Regions from separate parts of the Sus scrofa genome. Here region 1 is linked to region 2. Evidence: chromatin contacts called from public HiChIP or PLAC-seq data. All regions are on one chromosome and are shown on one strand. The core of a region is the stretch at or near the end of the contact, and the rest is flanking DNA. Distances in the headings are between cores, read along the strand shown. Region 1 has its middle 160 kb from the start of MID1IP1. Region 2 overlaps LOC106506942 (a long non-coding RNA gene).

Region 1 (4,979 bases), core at 2,318-4,817, 180 kb before region 2:
GGTGTGTACGTGTGTGCTGTTGGGGGCTGCATTCTAACTCTGTAGACTGACAAATATTGAGTGCCGATATGTTTTCCTGAGCTCGCTTCTAAACCCTGGGGATAGAGCCGAACTAACCAGGAAATGATCCCTGCCTCCTGGAGCTTACACATGGTGTTTTTAGACCATCAAATTGTCAGTTAAATGTTTCCTCGAAGCGCTTGCAAGCTGAAGAGTGTGGGGGAAGAATGTTGATTTTGATATGTTAGTCCATCCTAAGCCTCACACATGCCAAACGAAGCAAGCTGTCCTGTCAGTTCTTTTTTGATTGTTTTTTTTAGGGCCACACCCACGGCATATGGAGGTTCCCAGGCCAGGGGTCCAATCGGAACTGTAGCCGCTGGCCTACGCCACAGCCACAGCCACGCCAGATCCGAGCCGCATCTACGACCTACACCACAGCTCACGGTAATGCCGGATCCTTAACCCACTCGGCAAGGCCAGGGATCGAACCCACAACCTCATGGTTCCTAGTCCGATTTGTTAACCACTGAGCCATGACGGGCACTCCAGTCCTGGCAGTTCTTAACCTGGGTCCTCATGGCTACCAAGGCTGCACAAGCTCGACCTTGTCTCGTATAGCTGCAGGGGCCACACTGTCTGCCCAGGGTCCCTCTCTTCAGGAATCACTCAGAGGTGTGCTGGAGCCAGCTTATAGTGGCTCATGAAGACCGACTGCATGCATCTCTTCCCAATGCTATGCTGAGCAGCATCATGGTGCTAGCTTGAAATTAGTTGTGGCTGGAATATCTATAACATGGAAATCAGCTACAAATCAGGGCCTTTGATTTTTGTTTATTTGTTTAAAAACTGACCTATCAGCAGGCTTCTAATACCATCCCTCCCACAGGTCCCCCAAATTCTGCCTGGCCCATGCTGCTTGGGCAGGATGACACTATCCTCCCCTGTACAACACATGACCTGAGTCTGGTCAGCCAGACTGCTTCATCTTCTTAGTCACACCATCTGGTACTGGGATGAGCATGTAAGCCACGACAGGCCAATCAAAGCCTTCTTTGAGATTTTAACCAGCGCTGTTAGAAAAAACGCTCTTCTCCTCTGAGATCAGGAGGAATAAGGATCATGTAAGCCGAGATTTGCCATCTTTTTCAATCTCTTCCCAGCCAGCCAGACAATAAGGCCAACACAGAAGAGAGCGGAAGCAAGAGATGGACAGAAGGCAGAGCCCTGACAGCACTCCTTGTGCATCTGGAGATAATACTAGTTTGTTGTTGTTCTTAAGCTAGGCTGAGCTGGGATTTTGTCGCTTGCAATCAAAAGAATCCAAATTCCTATATATTGTCTTCGCTCAGACCCTCCTCCTTCATAAACTGACACGGCACTTAAGCAGAGAGCAGCAGAAGATGTCAGGGTCCTGCTCATGTCCCCTTGGCACCCATTGTCCCTTGTAGCCTGATGCCTTCTTACTATAAGCAGATGAGATGCTCTCAGCCCATAGGTGGCAGAGGCCAGAGTGCTCAGGAGGTAGCTCACCTCAGGGCAGCCCTAAGCCGGTAACCAACAGGAGATGGTGGGTAAACACCCCAGCTTCCCTGCCCCTCAGGTGGGACTTGCAGGCATGTTCCATAGCATCTCCTTAGATCCCCCGCAGGACTGCTGCCTACAGTGGTAACCTGTTTTGACACTCTGAATTGATTTCCTTCTCTTTCCTGTCTTACTTCTCCACTCCTTAGTGATACTTCCTGAAATCACCTCCCCAAAAAACTGCATGCACCCAAATCCTTGTCACAGAATTGGCTTCTTGGGGAATCCAACCTAGAGGAATAGACCCATGCACCCAAATTAAATAAATCTGACTCATGATGATTACAACCCAAATCATTTTGTGTTCTTCTCTTTCTATTAGTCAATTTTTGTGGTTTCTCAGCCAAAGTTGTGTTACTTGTTTCATGTTACCCAATGCCTGGCTACAGAGTTAGTTTGTAAATGAGGAAAGAAAATTGCTATTCAGAACTGAAAAGGGGAGTCATACTCCTACTTTTTGGCCATTATTCAAATTCTAATTTGGGTTTGGTCTACATTTGGTTTTGGCTATGCAATAATAAAGTCTAGACACACCTAGGGGTTTTCTTTGGGACATCAGCGAATGCGGAACACAGCTTTCACTGGTTTCCACTTGTGAGCAAGTTGGCCTGGGCAGCTGAGGATACTATCACATTAAAACAGCTCTCTCCCTTCCACCTGGTTGGTTCATACTTACCACAGGCTGTTAGAGGCACCTTAGCTAAGAAACCCATAATTGTCAGGGGAGTCAGGGCGGGAGTGACCTTTTCCCAAAGGGAGAGAGTGACCCTGACTCTCTGGGCATGTGAAAGTTGGGAGTGCACTTGCTCACAAGGTCTGCCAGTCCTGTGAGAACCACACCCATTCTTCCTAGGGAAGGAGGTGAGAAAATACCTGTTCTGTGCATTAGGCTGCCAAGCTCCATAACTCCTGACACCTAGATGCCTGTATTTTTCCAAAGCCTTGGTTTGGGAGTAATTTCGCAACACATTACAGCTCCTTTGGACTGGGTATGCCTCTGACTTCATGGTGAGTAGGCAGGGAGGGACTAATCGAATAAATTTAAGTGAAAGACTTCGAGATACCAGATGAAAAGAGTCCAAATCTAAATGGCTGTGCCTAATGCTTACAGGAAGTAAAGATCTTTAAGGAGCAAATTTCATAGGAGGGGTGTGGCACAGGGGAAAACCTGAACTTGGAATGTGAGTACCTGCATGTGAATTCCAGCTGTCACTGCCAAGCTGCCTGGTGGCATGTACAGCAATTATAAACACAGACTCTCGAGTCCCACTGCCTGGGTTTAAAATCTCGTTCCACTACTTACGTGCTGTGTGACTGTGAAAAAGTTAAGTAGCCTCTCTGGGCTCCGTTCCTTCCTCAACGAAGGAAGGATAATAATGGTACCTGCCTTGTAGGACTGATACAAGCATGAAGTGAATTAATATCTCTCAAGGGATTAGAGGCGAGCCTGACACCTAGTTAAGTTCCAACATGTTTGCTTTCATCATTGTTCCCAGGCTCTGCGTCTCAGTGTTCTCACCTGTAAATGGAGGATTCCTACCTGGCTTACATGGTGGGGTTTTATTAGGACAAAATGACACAACGTTATTGGAAGGGGAAATCTGGTAAAGCATCATATAAATTCAGGTTGTGATTAAATCAGCTCAAGCTTTTGTGGCTGACCATCCTCCCCTAAAGACCAGGGCTGGGCATTTAGAGGCTCGGTTAGTCCTGACTTCCAGGGAAGGAAACAAGAGCTCAGGGAAATACACCCTCCCCTCTACAAGGGTTGGACATATGGCTAGCAGCTGGGATTTATGCAAAGCATTCTTCAAATTAGTCCAAAAGCCCCACTGTTTGGTTATTGCCCCCAGCGCAACCATAAAACCACAGCTCACAACTGCCAGCAGGTTGTTACATCCCCAGCCTGTGCTCACCCCGGCCCCCTCTCAGCTGCCTAGCTATGGCCACTCCAAGTTTCCCGGCCCCAGAGTCACGTGCGTGTCCTCTGGTTAACTCAATCTGCTGTCAAAAAGGAGGAAGTAATTAAATGGGGGACATGTCAGTCCCACCACAGGCCCTGGAAAAGTCAATAAAATTTAGTCACCAGAATGGGAGCTGATTTTTAACCACTCTACTATAAAGCATGACACGCACAAAAGATGTCAGCTTCGGGCCACAGAGCAACCAAGCCCAGGAGCTCGGGTGCTCAGCACAGTCCTCCTTCGGTGGGGCAAAGGAAGGCAAGTGAAGTACTCTACTCCAGTGAAATGCGAAGTGAGAAATGGAGGGAAAACAGCTTGCTTCCCCCAGAACTCTATCCCTGAGGATATCAGGAGAGGGGACACTGCAGTGGTGAAGAGACAAATGGAAGAGAGGATGGGATAAAACGCTGTTACCAGCCAGTTAGACCTGTCAGGCTCTGGGAGACCGCGCATGAGAAAGCTGGCCATCAGACCGCAGTTGAAATCACGTTTGTTGCTTTCTCTGCATTGCAAAACTCCCTGCCCTTCGCTTGTCTACTCCAGTATCTGATGGATTTTCTCAGCAGTCGCAGGGCTGCGCCCCAGAGGGCTATGGAGGTGGTGGAGGGGAGAACCAGAGCAGGTAAGAACCAAGGCTCTGCTTGGCTGACCTGACCTACCCTGGCCGCCTGCCTGCCTGCCTGCCTGGCCTCTTCTGCCCTTCATGTTTTTGTTGTTGTTGCTTTGTAAATAATGAAATTTCCATGGAATCAATCTCACTGACCACTTAGTGAGAAATTTTAGCTACAACCTCGTAGGTCCATCATCCAGACTGGGCCAAGAGCGTTTGGAGGTGGGGGAGGGGGGAAGGTCTAGGAAAAGGCGGTTTCCTCTTCCGGCAGCAGAGAGGTCACAGCAATATGCTGAATCACTCTTTCCCCACAGTCTCAGCTCTCTTCGCAAAAAGGCCTAGGAACCCTTCCGTTACATTTCATTTTCTGGTTTTTTTCCCCAAAGTCAAAGGTGACTTATTTAACAATTTCAATGAAATACTGAATGCACAATGCAGAGTATAATACAAGGCACAATTGCCTTACAGTTAGTAATTAACATTTACTGAACACCTACTACTAATTTGAATCCTCCTGACTTTCCTGGGTAGTAGGTTCTAATACCATCAGACCTATTTTACAGATGAGAAGCCTGAGCCCCAGAGAAATAAAGAAACATGCCCAAGGTCACAGAACTAGTGGTGGAGATAAGACTGGAACACTCCCTCATTATTTCCTATCAGCTTTCCACTCTAAAAATTGCCGACCTTTTTCTAATGCTGAGCAGATTCCCAAACCCTTTTATGTACATTTTCTCACCAGATACTCAAACACATCTCTTGAGGCAGGAGTTCTTATCTCTAATTTAGAGATGAGGAAATAGAAATTTAGAAGGATTAAA
Region 2 (5,126 bases), core at 1,100-3,599:
TCTGTGCCTCATCCGTGGGGTGACCAGGCTTCATCAGCTCCTGGCACGCCCCTTAAAGCAAGGTATTGTTGACTGGGGAGATTGGTTGGTTTAACTTTTCACCTCACTGGAATTTTTTTCCTTTCACGGACTTAGGGTTTTGTCTTGCTTTGGTGTGGTTTGATTTGGTTTGGTTTGGCCTGGTTTGGCTTTTCTTTGCTCTTCAACTCTGGCTACCAGCTGCCTTATGGCAAGCTGCGGTTACCCCTACCTCATCTAGAGAAAGTGCAGCTGGGGTGGAGAAAACAAAAATGGCATATCCGCCGTGTATTTTTTTCACCATTGCTTTCCCTGTCATTTTTCTGGGGGGAAAGAAGTCTACGCAGTGACGGTTTCTATTCCACCATGGCCCACTCACCCCCACAACCCAGTTCAAAACACACCCATTGCCTGTAGATGCCTCGAAACCCTCTCACTTTTGTGCAGAGATATTTACACCCTGCATGAGATCTAGAAAGTTATTTGTTAGCCCTCCTGCTGCATCAGCCCATAACTTTGCCCAAGTTTCACTTGGCTTAACAGCTATTCTTTATGTGGGGCATAGTAGCCGTTTCTTAGTTTCAGTGTGGATGGAATTTTCTTTTGTTTTCCTTCATTCAAATTCATGGGCTTGGCGCAAAGGAGTGAAGCAAATATACCTTGCCTTCACCATCTTCCGCTGGAAACCCTGAATCTAGAGTGAGCTTTTAGAAATCCAGACGCGGCCCTGCCCCTCCCATGGTGAAAGTCTTTGGCTGGCTTCCCGCTGCCATTCAAAGATAGTCTCTAAGCCCCAGGGTAGCTTACAAGGCGCTTCGTGACCTGCCTTCCCCTTAGCTCTCCAGGGTCATCTTGCTTCTGGCTCCCCAAATCTAGGATGCCCCCCTCATCTCACCTTCTTTTATCCTTTGACGATAACATTTATTGTTCTTTTTCCAATTACTAAAGCAACTGCCTTCGACGGTAGAGAATTGGAAAATATAGAGAAGTATGAACAAGCAAAGAAAATCACTGTAATCATGCTTCCTCAAAGATACCACTGATAACATTTTGTCTCATTTTAGTCCAGCATTGTTTCTATGCATAACATCCAAATATTATTTTTATGTGACATTATATGATATATATGTGTGTGTGTGTATAGACATCTAATTTGTAGGTGGCAATTAGAGTCTTTTAGACTTCTTCCACTTCACATTTTATTATAAGCATCATATTCATTATATTTTAAGTTACAGTGAATATTAATAAGCGTTTACTATGCACCGAGTACTACTTGGCTAAGTACTTTACATGTTTTTTCTCATTTAATCCTTGCAACCCCCTGTGAGGCACTATGATATTCCCGTTTCCCAGAGAAAGCCATCAAGGCTTAGAGAGGTTAAGTAACTTGCTCAAAGTCACACAGCTGCTAAGTGTTGGAGCTGGGACTTGAACCCAGATGTAGAAAACTCCAAAACTCTCTTGAGGTGTCAATAGAATATTTTTGTAAACATTGTTAAATGTTGAATAGATACAAAGGAATCATTGTAACTTATATGTAAGGGATAAAGAATCATGGTACAATGTACAAAAGTATCACCCACCACCCAGTTAAAGGCAAATGTGCTTGCTGGACAGTTCTTCAAAGTGGCCTTTGTTGAAATGATCACAGTTGAAATTAACTAATGTATGGGTCCTAGGGTTAAAATTCCTCAGGTAAAAGAGGCAGTGGTTTCCTCAATCCCTCAGAGTGTGGCAGGCCCTTTGCCTCTCTAGGCAGTCAAGATCAGTCGGTTGCTGTAAGCCCCAGTTCTGGTGGATGGACTCCTTCCCCAGCCTCAGGAAACTTCTGCACTGCGAGAGGCTGGAGAACTCAGAGCAAGGCCACCTCAGTGAGGTCAACTGAGCAGCCCTGAGAGCAGTGGTATCAGGTGGGCAGTGACTCGGGCATATGCAGGGTGAGTGCTGATGAGTGCTCTGGGTGGACGAAGCAAGGCTCCTGCCTAACCAGGGGCAGCCCCAGTGATGGCAGTAGGAAAAGTTGAGCAGCTCAGGTGAGGGGACAACTTTCATTGCAACCTAACTGAGTGACTCGGAATCATTCTAGGAGAAGTTGAGGACATTGAGGTTTTAGGAGCCCGGTGAAGTCCAGGGGACCTAGCGCCAAAGGTATTTTTGTCACCACAGCCATTTTACCCACACCCTCCTGGCTGATGTGGGCTGAGCCATCAAGAATTAATCAGTATTTCGTAAAAGACAAGTTTCACTTGCCAGACTACTTCCTTCACTCAACTGTGGTGGATCTCCTATCGCTGTCTATTGTGCCACAGGGTAAACTCTACAATTGCATGTATTGGAGTTTCCGGGTGGCTCAGTAGGTCAAGGGTCTGGTATTGTCACTGCTGTGGCTCTGGTTCCAGCTGTGGCCTGTGTTCAGTCTCTGGCCTGGGAACTTCCACATGCTACAGGCACAGCCAAAAAAATAAAAATAAAATAAAATAAAATTGCATGAATTGCCCTCAGTCAGACAGACACTTCCAATAGACACGGGAAAGCAGCATTCAGGGACAATGACCTGGCCACCACCACTGTCTCTGCCTCTTCTCCATTTCCCACCACCCTTAACGTATCTTGACTGAATTCTTGCATAACCTCTGAAGCAGCATCCTTGCTTCCAGTCTCTCTGCTGTATTCGCCACCAATTTGTTTCCTTTTTTAATTATTATTTTTATGTATTTTATTATAGTATGGTTGGCTTACAATGTTGTGTCAGTTTCTGCTCTATAGCAAAGTGATTCAGTTATACATACATATGCATTCTTTTTTATATTCTTTTCCATTACGGTTTATCTCAGGATATTGAATATAGTTCTCTGAGCTATGTTTCCTTTTTAAATTGTTTTTAATTATCTAAAATATATCTCTATTTCCAAAGTCAAAATAATATAACAAGCTGGCTTTAGAATGTTTCACTTCAATTACTCTCTCCTCCACCCTGCTTCCTCCCTCCTCTATAGGTAAATATTTCTATTAGTTTCCCATTGGTCTTTCCAGTAATTTCTTTTTTTGGCAAATACAGCAAAGATGTGTATCTAAACATGTGGTTAGTCATATTTTCTCTTTTTAAAATATAAGATAGCATGGTACATGCAGTGCTTGGTATCTTTATCCCGTAATGACAAATTCTGGGGATGTATTATGTATAGAAATTGTCCTCATTCCTTTTTATGGTGGCTTAATATCCTATTGTGGGGATGAAATATTCTTTTTCCAACCAGTCTCTGTATTGAAGATTTGGGTTCTTTCAAATCCTTTTATTGACGACAAATTTAAAAAAATGACATTTGGTAGTCATGTCCCTCCCTGCTCAGAAACCTCTGTGGCTTTCCATTGCCTGCCAGAGCCAAATGCCATTGGAGGTCTTCTAAAGTTCATCACAATCTACCTTTCCAAACTTGCTTCTCCCCCACCCACCTTGCACTATGTGTAGCAGCCACAGCGGAACCTTCCCTCTCCATTCCCCAGATGACCCGCACGGGGCGTTGTCCATGCAGCACCTTCAACTGAAATTACTCTTCCCTCCTGTCCCTCCCCCTCCACCTCTTCCCTTGATGTTGGTTGCTATTTTTTCTCAATCCCTAGAAGAAAAGCGATCTCTCTAGGACTCCGTTACTGATTCCTGTCCCCATCCACACCTTCCCCCAAGTGAGATTAATCATTTCCCCATGGTCTTTCCACAGCATTGTGCTTGTATTTTTATGTTTCACTTTTGCAATTTACATCATGCAGTGTTTTCTGGTTATTTACGTACATTTCACCCCCCTCCTTCCCAGTAGATTATGGAAAAAACAATTGCTGCACAGAGCTTTTACATGGTTAAGTGCTCCATACATACTCGTTGAATTGTTTGTTTTTATTAAATGTCTGTAAAAATAAAGCACACATAATAACTAGGGCCAACATTGCTTATGGCTTTGAAAAACAAATGAATGTCACTCATCCTTTTACTTGCTTTGTTTTACTCCACTGGGTGGTGGGTGAGGGCCCAAAGCAATTCCTGAAGAAATAAGAATTCTCAGAACAACTGAAGGTTGTTATTTTTATTTATACAGCATATTTGTGTAGTTTTAAAATTACCATGCTTTGACACATCAACCTTCCTCTTAATAGCTTTTTGCCAACTACACTAAATTTCAGTTTAAGTTAGTTAGGTTCTAGCCACAATGACTGCCAAGCACTGCTAGAGTTCAAATGGTTTGTTGATAACTGAATATCAATGCTTAAATTTAAGGACATGAATTATCCCTTCCCAGTGAAACTTACAGCAGATTTAAACCATTTGCGGGGCCTCTTTAAAAAGTATACAGATCTGATCTCTTGGCAGCTACTAGAAAATCCTTGGAAATATTCGATTTCCTTCTTTCTGTTGTAAGGGAAAAGCCCACAAATTTTATTGTATCATAGGAAAGAGCTCATAGGAATGTTATCAAAATTAAGACAGTGCGGTACCAAGTTTCTGATTCTAGAGATAAAATCTTTTCAGACTTTTTTGGAAGACCTCAAAGGTCATATCAACCCTGATGGGATTCTGTCAAGTTCTAATTCACATGAATATTTCTGGTGGGTTAAACGTTAGTTGTGGCGTGTCACCTATTTAGTCCGTGTATAGAACACAAAGTTCTATAAAGTTCTATACACGGGCTAAATGGCCTCAAAAGCCTTAAAAAGGCTTACAATCTCATTAGATATAGAAAACCTTTCAATAGGAGAACTGTCAAGGAACGTGTGGCCATCCTTAATCCACCACAAAGTTGGTCCCAGATAATGACCATGAAATAGGTAGATCCCAGGCCTAGCTTGAGCACAGAACCTCCCTTTCTAGCATTGTTCCTGTCAATTAATACATACTTAGTGAATGAACAAATAGATATTAGAGGTGTTGTGGAGGAAAAAAAATAAACAACTGGGCTTTGTAGTAAATTGTATATGGGAAGCAAAGAGGAGGAAGGAAACAGAAGGATGAAGTTCTGAATTTGGGAAGCTGATGGCCCTTTGATGGTACTACTGAGAGCCATCTCAAGAAAGGAATAGGATCTCATTAATCATTGTGATAGATTAACTTCCTT

The links. HiChIP or PLAC-seq counts read pairs in DNA pulled down with a chosen protein or histone mark.
Region 1: a contact with region 2 is called in an H3K27ac HiChIP or PLAC-seq map of alveolar macrophages. The contact joins two enhancer-like sites. A contact is called at or near these places in 3 of 47 Hi-C or Micro-C datasets (embryonic fibroblasts and skeletal muscle) and 1 of 2 datasets of contacts at active chromatin or transcription factors (alveolar macrophages).

The regions. Positions count from the first base shown.
Region 1 is chrX:34,917,244-34,922,222 of Sscrofa11.1, reverse strand. No RefSeq gene overlaps it. Among named protein-coding and RNA genes, the nearest start is that of MID1IP1, 160 kb to the right of the region's middle. Within about 2 kb of position 3,567, at least 5 of the 83 cell types and tissues checked have an H3K27ac peak or open chromatin away from gene starts, as enhancers often do. A contact at or near this core is called in alveolar macrophages, where this site is marked.
Region 2 is chrX:34,731,679-34,736,804 of Sscrofa11.1, reverse strand. The region is part of intron 2 of LOC106506942 (a long non-coding RNA gene); the gene reads left to right. Among named protein-coding and RNA genes, the nearest start is that of MID1IP1, 30 kb to the left of the region's middle. Within about 2 kb of position 2,349, at least 1 of the 83 cell types and tissues checked has an H3K27ac peak or open chromatin away from gene starts, as enhancers often do. A contact at or near this core is called in alveolar macrophages, where this site is marked.